2 separate regions of the Mus musculus genome follow, and region 1 is linked to region 2. Evidence: chromatin contacts called from public Hi-C data. All regions are on one chromosome and are shown on one strand. Each heading gives the region's core, a stretch centred on a gene start, on an enhancer-like site or on the middle of the called end of the contact. The rest is flanking DNA. Distances are from core to core; before and after follow the strand shown. Region 1 overlaps Dclk3 (doublecortin-like kinase 3). Region 2 overlaps Trank1 (tetratricopeptide repeat and ankyrin repeat containing 1).

Region 1 (5,919 bases), core at 489-2,988, 130 kb before region 2:
TTCTTTACTAGTCTCAGCATTGTCTATTATTGTTTTCTTCTGTGTTTATCTATTTATTTTTGTGAGAGGCAATACATCAGGCATGTACCTGTGTAGATACAGGTATGTACCTGTGTAGATACAGGTATGTAGTGTGTAGATACAGGTATGTAGTGTGTAGATACAGGTATCCATGCAAGGATGAGGACATTGGCTGCCCCACCCCTCCATCTTATTTAATAAGACAGATCCCTCATTGAACTTAGTTTCAGCTAGACTGGCTGGCCAGCAAGTTCCTGGTACCCACTTGTCTCTGTTCTCCAACACATCAATTATACGTGCACAGTCATGGCCAGCATTTACGTGGGTGCCAGGGATTTGAACTCAGGTTCTCTTGCCTTCACAGCAAGCACTTTTACCCAATGACCTGTCTCCTCAGCTCTTCTCGAGGCTGTTGCTGGCTTCACTATGTAAACAGCTTCATTCCACTTAAGGCTATGCCATGTGTGAGTGTTTTGGCACCTTAATATATTGCTTCACCTTAATACCTGTCTTACCTTCAAGTCAGACCTCCACCCGAACAGGAAACTTGTCTAACACTTCTCTCCACCAGACACCAGTTCATCACATATCCATTCCTGATGACCCATAAGTCCATCCCTATCTGCTTTCTCAGTATCCCCTCTGGGATGACAGTAAATAGGAATGCATCCTTTCCAAAGATGGGAAGCAAGGACCGTGAACCGCCCACCTCACCCCAACCCCAAACTGGCTTTCTGAATTCTCTAAGCTATGATCCCAGGACTCCTGGCAAGTCCTTTATGTGGCTTGGTTTCGACTGTGGAGATAGGGAACACTCAGGACTCTCATCTGGCCAAGCAGCCAAAGGCCCCATTAAATGTCCACTTCAATGTCTATGTCTCAAGAAGCTTTTCTGGCTTTCCTGGGTTTGGAAGCCATCCTGCCCTGGATCTACTTGCCTGTGAATCCGCTTACCCCCAACCCACGTCTCCAAGTTTATCAAACCCTGCTGTTCTAAGCCATGTTCTTGCTGGGCTGATCCAGGGCTCTGACAGACAGTCTATTAAGTGATGGCTGCACACAGAATGAATGACTGACTGGTCTGTCTGTCTATGCTCCCCTTTCCAGCCACACCAGAGTGTCCTGCTTGGAATCCAGGTGGTCTGCATTAGTGATGGAAGGATTGGATAACTCCACATGTGCCCCAAAATCTCAAGAAAAAAAATTTTTTTTGAGTTAGGGTATCATGTAGAACAAACCAGTTAGCTCAGGATGACCTTGAACACCTGATCCTCCCACTTCCAGATCCCAAGTTCTCGGATTATAGGTGTGCACCACCATGCTTAGTTAACACAGTGCTAGGGATCAAACCCAGGGCTTCATGCATCCAGTACTCTATCAACTGAGTTACATGCGTGTCCCTCAAGAGAGATCTTTATGTTGTCATCAGTTGGCCTCCACTCTGCCCTTCCACAGTTTATCAATTTAAGCACGGTTATGCAGTCAGTTATGAGGTGCATGCCTGTAAGCCTAGCACTCAGGAAGGTAGAGAATTCCAGGCCACTTTCCACTGTACAGCAATGAAGACCCTATCTCCAAAAAAACAAGCAAACATGCCTTAATAAATAAAATCTAAAATGTACATTTAATCTCTAAGCAGAAGGGGGCAGCAGAGTACAGACCAGCAACCAGGCACCCTTCAACATTAGGCTTGGAAGAGGCTTGTTTATCTCTGCTAAATTCCTGCTTGAATCTTCAAGGTTCTTTAGGCCGTTTCCCTCCAAAGCACATTTCCAACTAACAAGGACTGAAGTGATCTTAGAAGCCACGCCATATCAAAATGCCAGTGCCCCACACTAATTGACACTGGAACATGAAAGGCACCGTCATCCCCTGACCATCACGCTGTTCACAGTAGCCAGGAAATGGAACCAGCCTAGGTGTCCATCACCCAAAAAAAGAAGAATGAAAATGTGGCTCAATACACAGCGATACTTTATGCAGCCATAGGAAGAATGGGATCATGACGTTGGTAGAAAAAAAATAAACAGAATTGGGTATTATTACATTAGACAAAGCAACCTAGACTCAGAAAAATAAATGCCACATGTTTTCTCCAACACAGATCCTAGACTTTCATATTTATATTTGTGTGTAGAGAGGGTGAGTACAGGTCATACCAGAGGAGGAAAAGAGGCTTCCTGGGGTGGGGAGCAAGAGGCAGGAGATAAAGAAAATAATAAAATACCCAGGAGGAGGGGGACCAGCAAGAGGAGGATGGGGGTCCTGGGGAGGGGTGTGGGAAAGGAAGATCAACAAAAACAAAGGGTGTCTGAAAATGGCCACGCCAGGGAGCCATGCAGGCCAGAGCACAGCAGCCTCTAGGCCACTTGTGTTTTTAGCTGAGGGCAGCCTGCTGAAGGAGGACAGTCAGACAGCCTTGTCTCCTAAATTGAATCTGATAGCTTCATATTTCTCTGTACTTCACATCACCGTTGTGTCACTGGAGAAGGAAGATGAGAATCAAAGGAGATGAGGAACAGCGGCTTCCAGCTCAGTCGCCCTGCTGCTCTCTCTGGGAGTCAGCTCCCCAGCCTGTAGACTGGCTCCATCACCACACAGCCAATCCTCCCCACTTAAAAAACACACAGTCCATTTCTACACACCCCTTCAGCAACTTCAATTTTGTGATCTCCTTCACACACACACATGCACTATGAATCTTGAAACAGATACCCGTATCTACTACATGCATATTTTCACCATCCCTGATCCCCTGAACTCAGTCAAGCTCACGCTGCAATAATTACCCTGGAGTCTTCTTCCTCCATCAAAAAGACGAGTTGCACACTAACTAGCTGTAGGTCAGGACACCAGAGTCCTCTCTCCTTGCCCACCATCCCAACCCATCCACAGGGAGGATCACCTGACCCTATTCACTTCAGCTGGATGCCAAAACACAACAGGGAGTTTACCTCAGCCCCAGCCCCAGCTTCCTCCCCTGATCTTACATCACCCCCAACCGACAGGCCTTGCAGAAGATGAATCAGGCTCTTCCAGAAACAACCGAGCCTAGGGAGAGCTAAGATCTCAGAAACTCACAGAAGAGCTCTACTTAGCTGCTTTTTCCAACTCAAAGAATCTTGAGAAATTCAATCTCCAATCTTCAAAGGGCTTCCGAGAACACATTCTCCTAGGAAGGTGGCCACAAGATATCGCTAGCATTCGCTAACAAAATGACCTGGACTAAAGCCCTGTTTCATCTAACTCTGTCTCTTGTGACTCCATGTTATTGCTGAAATCTGTGTTCCTTAATTTCATGAAGTCTGGCCTGATGAGAGGCGCCGCCGTGGTTATTACCAATGTTTAAAATTGTTAATGCCTGGGGCATTAATAAGAAAACAAGAGTGCATGCCTAGCTTCTAGCTTAGGAGAGAGAGTAAGAGCTGGTAGAAGAAATGCCTGTGGATCACGGAGAATTGCTACCACTGAGACCGACTTGTATATCGTAGCAGAAGGGAGAGGGGAAAAGGACATGGAGAATTAAGGTCAACAAAATGGTGGAAGACGTTTATGTCAGATGAAGAATGGGCAAGAGATGTGTGTGTCCTTCTCACCCTGTGGGTCCTTCTTGCCCGAGGCTTTCCTTATCACCCTCAAGAACACATACTTACCAGTGTGCAGTTCCAGCCATATTCAGTAGTGAGATGGCCAGACAAACCTACTTCATCCTGGAACCAACAAGAAAGGATCTGCCTTTGTCTTCACCCAAGCTGTGACCTGTCCCTACAATGCCACCTCCATTTCTGCTACTCCAAGCACTCAGAGCTGTAGTACCTGGGAACAGTGACAAGACCCAGGAAAGGCAGCACTCCACATGTGAGGAAGAGGAACAACTGGTCGCCAGCCCATCTCACTCCTCTCAGCTCCTCCCCTGAAGAAGACTCAACTCTTCCCCCCGCCCCACTGGAGGAGATGATTCTGGAAGGACTCTGCTAGAGCCTAACGTCCCTTCCATCACCGCCCGCTCACACAGATGTCTTGGCTGAGGATACCTGGCCTGTACACTCCCCGTCCTGGGTGAGCTGGTCTAATTACCACCTCTTCTCAGGCTCCTGTGGCTTCCTCCCTCCTTCCCTGGGATTCAGTCAACACAATCCCATTCCCTCCAGGGGACCACATACAGGCAGAAGAAGCAATTAACATGGATATTTCTGCAAGCTGGAAAGTCTCATAATTAAAACTTTCTTTGTAAGATCTCAGGAGTCTAAATAACCCTAAGGGTAGAAGAATCCTAATATCAGGAAATGAGATCAGTGCGACCAGATGAACTTGCCATACAGGAGGCCTGAAACATTACTCCGGGGCCTAATTATCAGATGTAAATATTTCTGTTGATTAAAACATCATGAGAAGCAGCTACATTCATTAAGAGCTTTCAGTGTGCACAGAAAATGTCTGTAAAAAGCAGCTGTACTTATAATCCGTTGCTCCGTCAGAAGTTGGTGTTAAAATAAGCATCCCCCAGGCTTAGCAAAGATAGGTCTAATAGAGAGCCAGCAGCCATCTCTTAAAGAAAGGAAGCGTTGATTTGACAGCACATGTAGGTAAGTGAAGAACACCAACTGATGGATGCTGGTCACCATGGCAACAGTGGTGAATACTGAATCTTGGAAAAACCAAACACATTTGCAACATAATTATTCTCTATCAACAAGCTCGGAAATGGTATCTATCTAAGCCCAGACAACAGAAGTTGTCAAGTCCAGCAGAAGCCTCATCTTTGTCTGAAGAAAACCAAAAGCCTGGCACTGGATAATGTTTAGACTCTAGACATGATATGCCAAACTGACTTAGGCTGAAAAAGGACAAACGTGTTTCATGAGTGTGATAGACACCTGTTTCAACAAGTGATCACCGACAGATCACCCAGGAAGAGCAAGGCATTACCTCATACACAAAAGATGGCTCACACACAGCTTCCTGCTGTTTTTGAAGCTGTACATGTACACATGTACACGCACACACATATATATACTTGTACATGCATAAAATTTGATGTGTTAGAATAGCAGCTTGAGTCTGCACACCAGGCCAAAACAGTTCCACATGTAAGAGGTTTATTGGGAGAGAGGGGGGCAAGGAAGATGGCAGCGGAAAGAGAAGTGGAGAAGAGAGAGAAAAAGGTGGGAGGGAGCTTTCTTTGTGTATGGGTAATGATGTAACACTGGTAAAGGTGGGAGGTGAGCCAAGTGGATTCTGGGAATATGGTGGCTGTTGCCTTGGGAAAAGGTCTGTGGGTCCCGCCGATGTGATGTCACAGGTTTCAGAGGTCCTGATGCCAACCAAAGTTTATTTGGAGAGAATAAAACTGACCTTTTTTTTTTTTTATCAAAATCAAAAAAAGTTCTAAATGCCAACTGGTCTGGTAGCCATGAACAGATTGTGTGTTGAGCTGAAAATACTATAGCTATTCACCCACACAAGACTTGTACACACATACAAGTACACACACATATAGAAAATATATAAATATGGCAGGGAGAGAGACTAGTTGGGAAAAATAGAGTGAGCAGCATCAGGAGGGGACAAGATGCTTGTAGGAGATGAATCTGCTCCTAATATGTTGTATGCATGCATGTAAATGTGAATGATGAAAACTGTTAAAAAGAAAAATTACAGCTAATCTGTAGTTTGCCATCACCCTTTCTCTCTCTCTCTCTCTCTCTCTCTCTCTCTCTCTCTCTCTCTCTTTCTCTCCCCACACACACACACACCACTGCCTTAAAGCACTCAAAGATCTCAGCTGTGATATTTAATTCTACAAAGATCTGCGTCTGCTTAACCTCTCAGAGATATTTGTCTACACCGAACACATCACCATTACAGTTTCTACTTCCCAGAGCAACTTCCCATTCT
Region 2 (6,230 bases), core at 295-2,794:
TCCATCCTGATATATATTCCAAGGAAATTTCAGAACTCAAGGCCACAGAATGTTCTAGAAGAGGAAACAAAACGACTAACATCAGAGTTTTGATCAGTGGCAACAGAGGCTAGAAGGAAATTAAATATTTTTTTCTTAGTTGTCACACAATTTTATAGAATATTGTATAAATCTAAAGATACAATGGATTCACAAATATACCAGAAAAGGCTGCCACTAAATGAAGGCGGGTTCCTGATGGCTAATCACAGGGCTGGCGACAAGACAGGGCAGGGCAAGGGCAAGCTGCTGTCAATAAAACGGGATAACTATATCCAAATTAGTAATCAATATGAAGAGAAAGACAGTTTCAAACACTCCATAACTTTACCATTCATGCTTCCTCCCTAAAAAACTTAACTTGTGTAGGAATTCTTGCAAACCAAGAAAGAAATCTCTAGGTAACAGGAAGTATAAGGGCCATGCATGAGTCCCGGCGCTGTAAGGAGCACAGTCCACCCACTTCTGTTAAGCAGCCCTGCTTAGAAAGAAAGGTCACAGGGCTGCTGCTGATTCATTGCTATGGGCCCGGCCTTGAGGCTCATGGTAGGAAGAGTAATATTTAAAACAACCACAATACCATAAAAATGCCACCCACTGGTTTCTGATTTTAGAATCAACCCATAGATGAAGCAGGAAACATTTAAAGAATTAAGGATAGAAGACAAATGGTACAAATGGCATTACCATACAAGCCCAGCAGTGGCACTGGTACAACCTTCCACTCCATCTTACACAGCCGTCTCCCCAAATCACAGTCAAAAAATAGAGATGTAAGTATATTTTGAATTGTCAGCAGCAACTGTTTCTGAGAAGTAGGCTTAATTTTGGTTGCCTCCTATTCTATATGATTTTCCCATGTGCATGCATGGTGGAGGTGGGGGTCACCATACTATTCAAATGTAGAAATGTTCTTATAGATGCTCTCTATAAGAGTTATCTCTTTCTGTCTTTACAAAAACACAAACACATTTTCTGATCACTGGAGGGGGAAAATTTCACTTCCACCTACACATCAGAAGAAAAGATAAATCAATTTACATCTAATATCACAGAACCAGGTTCCCAACACCTCCCCACAACAAGTAAATTCATTGGAGCTGTACCTGATAGGCCCTTAGAACTGGATGCCAGCTTTTCCAGGTGACTGTTGATTTTGTCAATCGCTCTGAAGTTCTTGTTCCTCTTCAGAACATCCACAACAGTCCGAGCATGTCCGTCTAGCAGAGTAGGGTCTGCTCCAAAGCTCAGCAGCATCTGCACATCTTCAGTTTGTCCTAGGGCAGACCAAATTGAGAAATGATGCTCATGTCTCCTTCTATAAGGAGAAGTCCCCATGAGTGCTCAGAGGACTGGGGTCCCTCTTACTGAAGCAGCCTAAACTGACAGCCTTGTGCAGTCCACCCAACTCCCCCAAAGCAAGGAGTCCTAGTGTGGAGTGGGAAGGACAATAGCTCTTAAGAGGTTCAGAAGTGCGCTCCTCTCTACCTTTCTCCCCTCTCCTTGGCAACAAGCAAAGAGAGGGGGAATCTGGTTACTAGGCAACAGTTACAGCTGTAAGGATAAGAGCAAGCTGTGACTTCAGATTTCTTTATCCCCTGGAGAGGAAGCAGAATATTGTTCCAGAAAAAATACATAGATTTATGAAATATAAAAATAAATATGAACATATGCACACACACACACACACACACACACCTGTCTGGTGACAGAATGAAAAGGGAGCAATTGCTTTAGCATTAGGGTTGTGTTGCTGTCATTGTTACATTCCCCTGACCCAACCTCCCAGCTGTCAGCTCCGTTTGTGCTCGGATGTACCTATCTGGCAAGCATCAGCGTGTCTCAGTGATCATAGAGCTGACTATTTTCAGAATGGAACAGCTATGTCCCTGGGGTGCACAGGACTTACACAGGTACAGAGTTAAATCAATGCTAACCTTCCGCTCCCCTGTGTACTACTTACTAGCGCTTACTGTCTGATAAGGCGTCTCTATGACAACTATCAGCGCTCACTGTGCTATCCTCCACCATCTCTGTACTCACAGCTGCCTCCCTCACTATACAATAATAATAATAATAATAATAATAATAATAATAATAATAATAAATAAAAACTTATACTTCCTAGTCACTTAAACTCTTGCTGTAGTAGCACAATTCTAAGCCCTAAGATTCCTGACCCATGATGTCCGTATACTCCATCATATATTAATCTAGATGCTGTTGTAATGAGACTCTGCAAGTCCCAGTCAGCTAACCTTAAGATTATCCAGTTGGGCCTGACCTAGTTATATGAATGTCAAGTGCCAAGGTTCTGGAGATCAGAGAAGAAAACCAATCATCAAAGAAACAAAGATGTGAGGGACTAGATGCTCGGAAAGTTCTTCTCTGCTGGTTTTGAAGGTACCAGATGCCACAGAGCGACTACGTAGAAGCTCAGAGCAACTTCTGGTAGAAATTCAGAAAGGAAGTAAACCCTAGCCTAGTATCTTAGATTCTGCTCCACCATATATGCCTGAAAGCAGACCTAGGATTCCAGACACAGCCAAAGCCAACACTTTGAATTCAGCCTTTCCAAAAATCAGCAGAAAAGCCAATTACATCATGCCATATTGCTGACCTACAGAACTGTGAACTTAGAAATGAGTGTCAGAGGGAGTGTCATTGTAAGTCACATTGATGGTACTTCATTACACAGCACAGGACACTCACACAATTATTATAGCTTACAAAAGAAGGAGGCAAAAGCCTCCCATCTGTAGGCTATCAAATGGACCATGAAAACTAAGCAGTGCTTGTTTTCAAAAGCGTTGCGTGAGCCAGCAAGATGACTCAGCAGGTAAAGGCACTTGCCACTAAGGCGGACAACCTTAGCTCAACCATGGTGGAAGAAATAGAATCAACTTCCAAAAGTTGTCTTCTATACATACACACACACAAATAACAATTAGAAATTATATATATATAAATAATATATATATATAATTTCTAATTGTATACATATACACACACACACATATATGCATATATATACATACATACACACACATACATACACACATGGTGTTTGTTTGTTTGTTTAAAATAATTAAATAAAAACGTTCCTATTTCCAGTGTGGCTTGCTGTCAGATTCTTGGCCAGCCTGGATCACAAGTCTGCTCAGGTGACCACCTCACTAGGAAAGCGCCACCACTCCCGTCACCTCCACTCCACTGTCTGAGGCTTCATTACCACTGAAATTGTGAGGGAAATGCCCTGTGTTTGCTTTGAGACAGTCTTGATGCAGAGCAGACCGGCCTCAAATTCAAAAGATCCACCTGACTCTGGCTCCCCTGTGCTAGGATTAAATGTATGTTCCACCACACGTGATGAAAAATAAAAGTTCTTGTATAAGCAACAGAAAGCAAATACTGATAGTTCTGAGTTTGGGGGAAGTGAGTGTCATCAAAAAGCTCTATGGGAGTGACCAGCTTTCCTCCTTCAGTGTCTAAAAAGGCCAACTTCTCTCCAGCTGTGCCCATGTCTCTTATGTGTGACCAATATAGCACCATGTGTGGCAGGCTGTAATTCCCATGTTAGGTTCTAAGGACCATGAAGACCATGTCATTTGCCTGGTTTACAGTTTATCTCAGGCAGCCTACACAAATTTGGCAATAAATAAATAAATAAATAAATAAATAAAGTCATTTTGTAGCATATGGTAAAGGTGACTATGGGGCAGGGAGGAGTATAGTCAAAAGCCTATGTTCTTGAATCATTAAACCCCCCAGAAACCACTTAAAGTCCACCGAGCACAGGAGCCAGTAGCTCTCCTTTCACCCATCTCCTTCCTGCTTAGAGCCTGTTCCCCCAAACATATGTAATTCAAGGGAAAGTTTGGTCCTCTGAGCCTGCCATGTGTGGGTTTTCTGATGTCTGCAGTCACTGGCCAACAGTACTCACGCCTGCTGGTGTACCCTGGGAAGTGGGCAGCAGCGACATGCAGGACAGTGCAGCCAGCATCGTCTCTGTGGTTGATGTGTTCTTTCCACTCAGGCTTTTGATCCATTACCCACCGGAAAAGCTGACTTTCCCCTAGGCAGAAATAAGTTGCAATTATTACTTTCTATATAAAATCAGCAAAGAAAATCAACTGTATGCCCCCTAAGGGATCAAAGTCCTATAGCACACATTTCTACTCTCCACCAGAAGGGGAGAAGAGAGTATGCATTTCATGATCATCTTAGGTCAGGACCCCTAGAAGCTTGACAGGGATTCTTGCCCTTGTGATTCACTGAGTGAGAGAAACTCAGAAGAAAGGGGTGAACAAGTCAGCAGGCAAGGCAAGGGAAGAGCTAAGCCTGTGCCCTCAGCTGCACCTGGCTCCAGCTGTGCTCAACAGGACAGGGTCTTGACCTTCAGGACACAAGGCATTTTCTAATCTTCATTTGAAAATGGAGTTCAGGATTATACTGCTTTTAGTCAGGCTTTCCTTTAATGTTTATCCTCCAATCTCTGCATAAGAGGAAGGACAGTATCATGTATAAAATCCCGAGTGTATGGAATGTATAATGGTGGAGCAGAAATAAAAGATGGAAAAACTAAGCTCCAGGTCCTGGCCACCCCAATTCCCTCTGGGAAGATAACAGAGCCTAAAAGACCTAAACAGTTCTCTTGGCTCTGGTTCAGGCAGATGTCAAACTTAACACCTAACAAGAAAACCCAAGGTTCTGTCTGGTGTGGTATAAGTGTATGTGTGTTAATGATAGACTCAAATATTTAACTTTTTAAAACCAAATGATGAAGCTTTAAAGAGTCTATTTCATAAAAATGACGGCCCTGTTAGGTCTAGTGGCACATGCCTATAGTCCCTGGTGTTTGAAGGCCAATGCAAGTGGAACACAAATCCAAGGCCTGCCTGAATTACATGAATTCAAAGTCAGACAAAGAAACTAGCCAAACATGTCAAAATTAGAAAGGGGCATGAGGGTGAGAGCAGCTCACTGGCAGGCAGCTTGCCTAGCATGTAACAGTTTTTCTTTCTATGCTAAGGGAAGGAGAGAGGGAGAGTGTATGCAGCCCTTGACAATATACCCAACTGTATCAGTGTCAGCCCATGTTCTTCTCAAGGATCCCCCAGCTCAGTCCCAAAACACAGTTGAAGGCAAGAAGAAAAACATGTTGAGGGACAGAACCATGCAAGCTGCCTTTGTCTCAACAGTTACTCTGTCCCAATCCCTATCTGGGACAGGGATTCTTACCCTTCTATCTAGACTCTAAAAAATACAATATCTTTGTAAGCTGAATCTCTGGAAACTGCTAGGTGCCAGGAGAAATAAAGATGTTGTGTATATGCTGAAGCCCTGAATCGCTTGGCTAGTCTGCCTTCAAGCAGCTCAACTCTGCTCTGAGCTAGGTGGGTGTGTGAAGGGGAGAGCACTCACTTGCTTGGATGCAGAGCCGCATAAGGGCATGGAGAGGGTTGGGCCCTATGGTTTCAATGTTTGCACCGATGGAGACGAGCCACTGAACCAACTTGGGCACTTGTTCCAGTTTCTCATAAAACCCAATGAAGACATACTTCTGGGGAAAAAAAAAAACAACATATACTAACAGACTCATGGAAGTTACTACATTGATACTAAACTTGAGCTCCACCATCCACAAATTTTTGAACCAGTAACACATGAATTAATTATACTCTGCCCGAGAATAGAATGAATGGCACATCTACAATAAAGCAGCTGTTGGGAAGTCCTAAACACAAGTGACATGGCCTCCCTCCTATAAAGTCACATTCCTAGAATCACCCCCTTACCTCAAAAAGACTTTGTAGTGACAACTCAGAGACATGAATGTTGCTTGGCAGCCTGTCTTTCTTTGCTGACAACAGTAGAAATGACTGCTTATAAGGAAGAACAAGAAAGGGTTGGCACAGTAATATTACCCACATGAGTTATTAGAACAGAAAGGATATTGTATGAGCTAACAACAATCAAAACACAGGCTTCATCTACTTTTTAAGCTACTACAAGTTTGTTAGCCTGAGCCATGATAATCAGTCTCTCTGTCTAGTTATCTTGCTGGCTGCCTGTGAGCAAAGTTCTTTCCACTTCCCTTCACAACCTGCTAGGGACAATATTCTCTAATATCAAGCAGCATGAGATGGGATGAGGGCAGTCTGATGTCACTCAGACTTAAAGTTCCAGGC

Evidence for each region. Hi-C and Micro-C count contacts between places; a contact is called where the count stands out from the background.
Region 1: a contact with region 2 is called in a Hi-C map of cortical neurons, with 2.0 times the contacts expected there. The contact joins two enhancer-like sites. A contact is called at or near these places in 2 of 39 promoter capture datasets (the C10 cell line and hippocampal neurons), 4 of 15 datasets of contacts at CTCF or cohesin (embryonic stem cells, pro-B cells and stem cell-derived epiblast-like cells), 173 of 484 Hi-C or Micro-C datasets (the 3T3-L1 cell line, 3T3-L1-derived adipocytes, the AML12 cell line and 89 more), 27 of 115 datasets of contacts at active chromatin or transcription factors (PVALB interneurons, SST interneurons, astrocytes and 20 more) and 2 of 9 other capture datasets (embryonic stem cells and embryonic tail).

The regions. Positions count from the first base shown.
Region 1 is chr9:111,474,865-111,480,783 of GRCm38.p6, reverse strand. The region is part of intron 2 of Dclk3 (doublecortin-like kinase 3); the gene reads right to left. Among named protein-coding and RNA genes, the nearest start is that of Dclk3, 39 kb to the right of the region's middle. Within about 2 kb of position 1,738, at least 15 of the 459 cell types and tissues checked have an H3K27ac peak or open chromatin away from gene starts, as enhancers often do. A contact at or near this core is called in cortical neurons, where this site is marked.
Region 2 is chr9:111,347,160-111,353,389 of GRCm38.p6, reverse strand. It overlaps Trank1 (tetratricopeptide repeat and ankyrin repeat containing 1), which reads right to left. Exons shown (of 22, transcript NM_001164659.1): 5 at 5,838-5,921; 6 at 5,464-5,602; 7 at 3,983-4,114; 8 at 1,146-1,316. Among named protein-coding and RNA genes, the nearest start is that of Trank1, 39 kb to the right of the region's middle. Within about 2 kb of position 1,544, at least 11 of the 459 cell types and tissues checked have an H3K27ac peak or open chromatin away from gene starts, as enhancers often do. A contact at or near this core is called in cortical neurons, where this site is marked.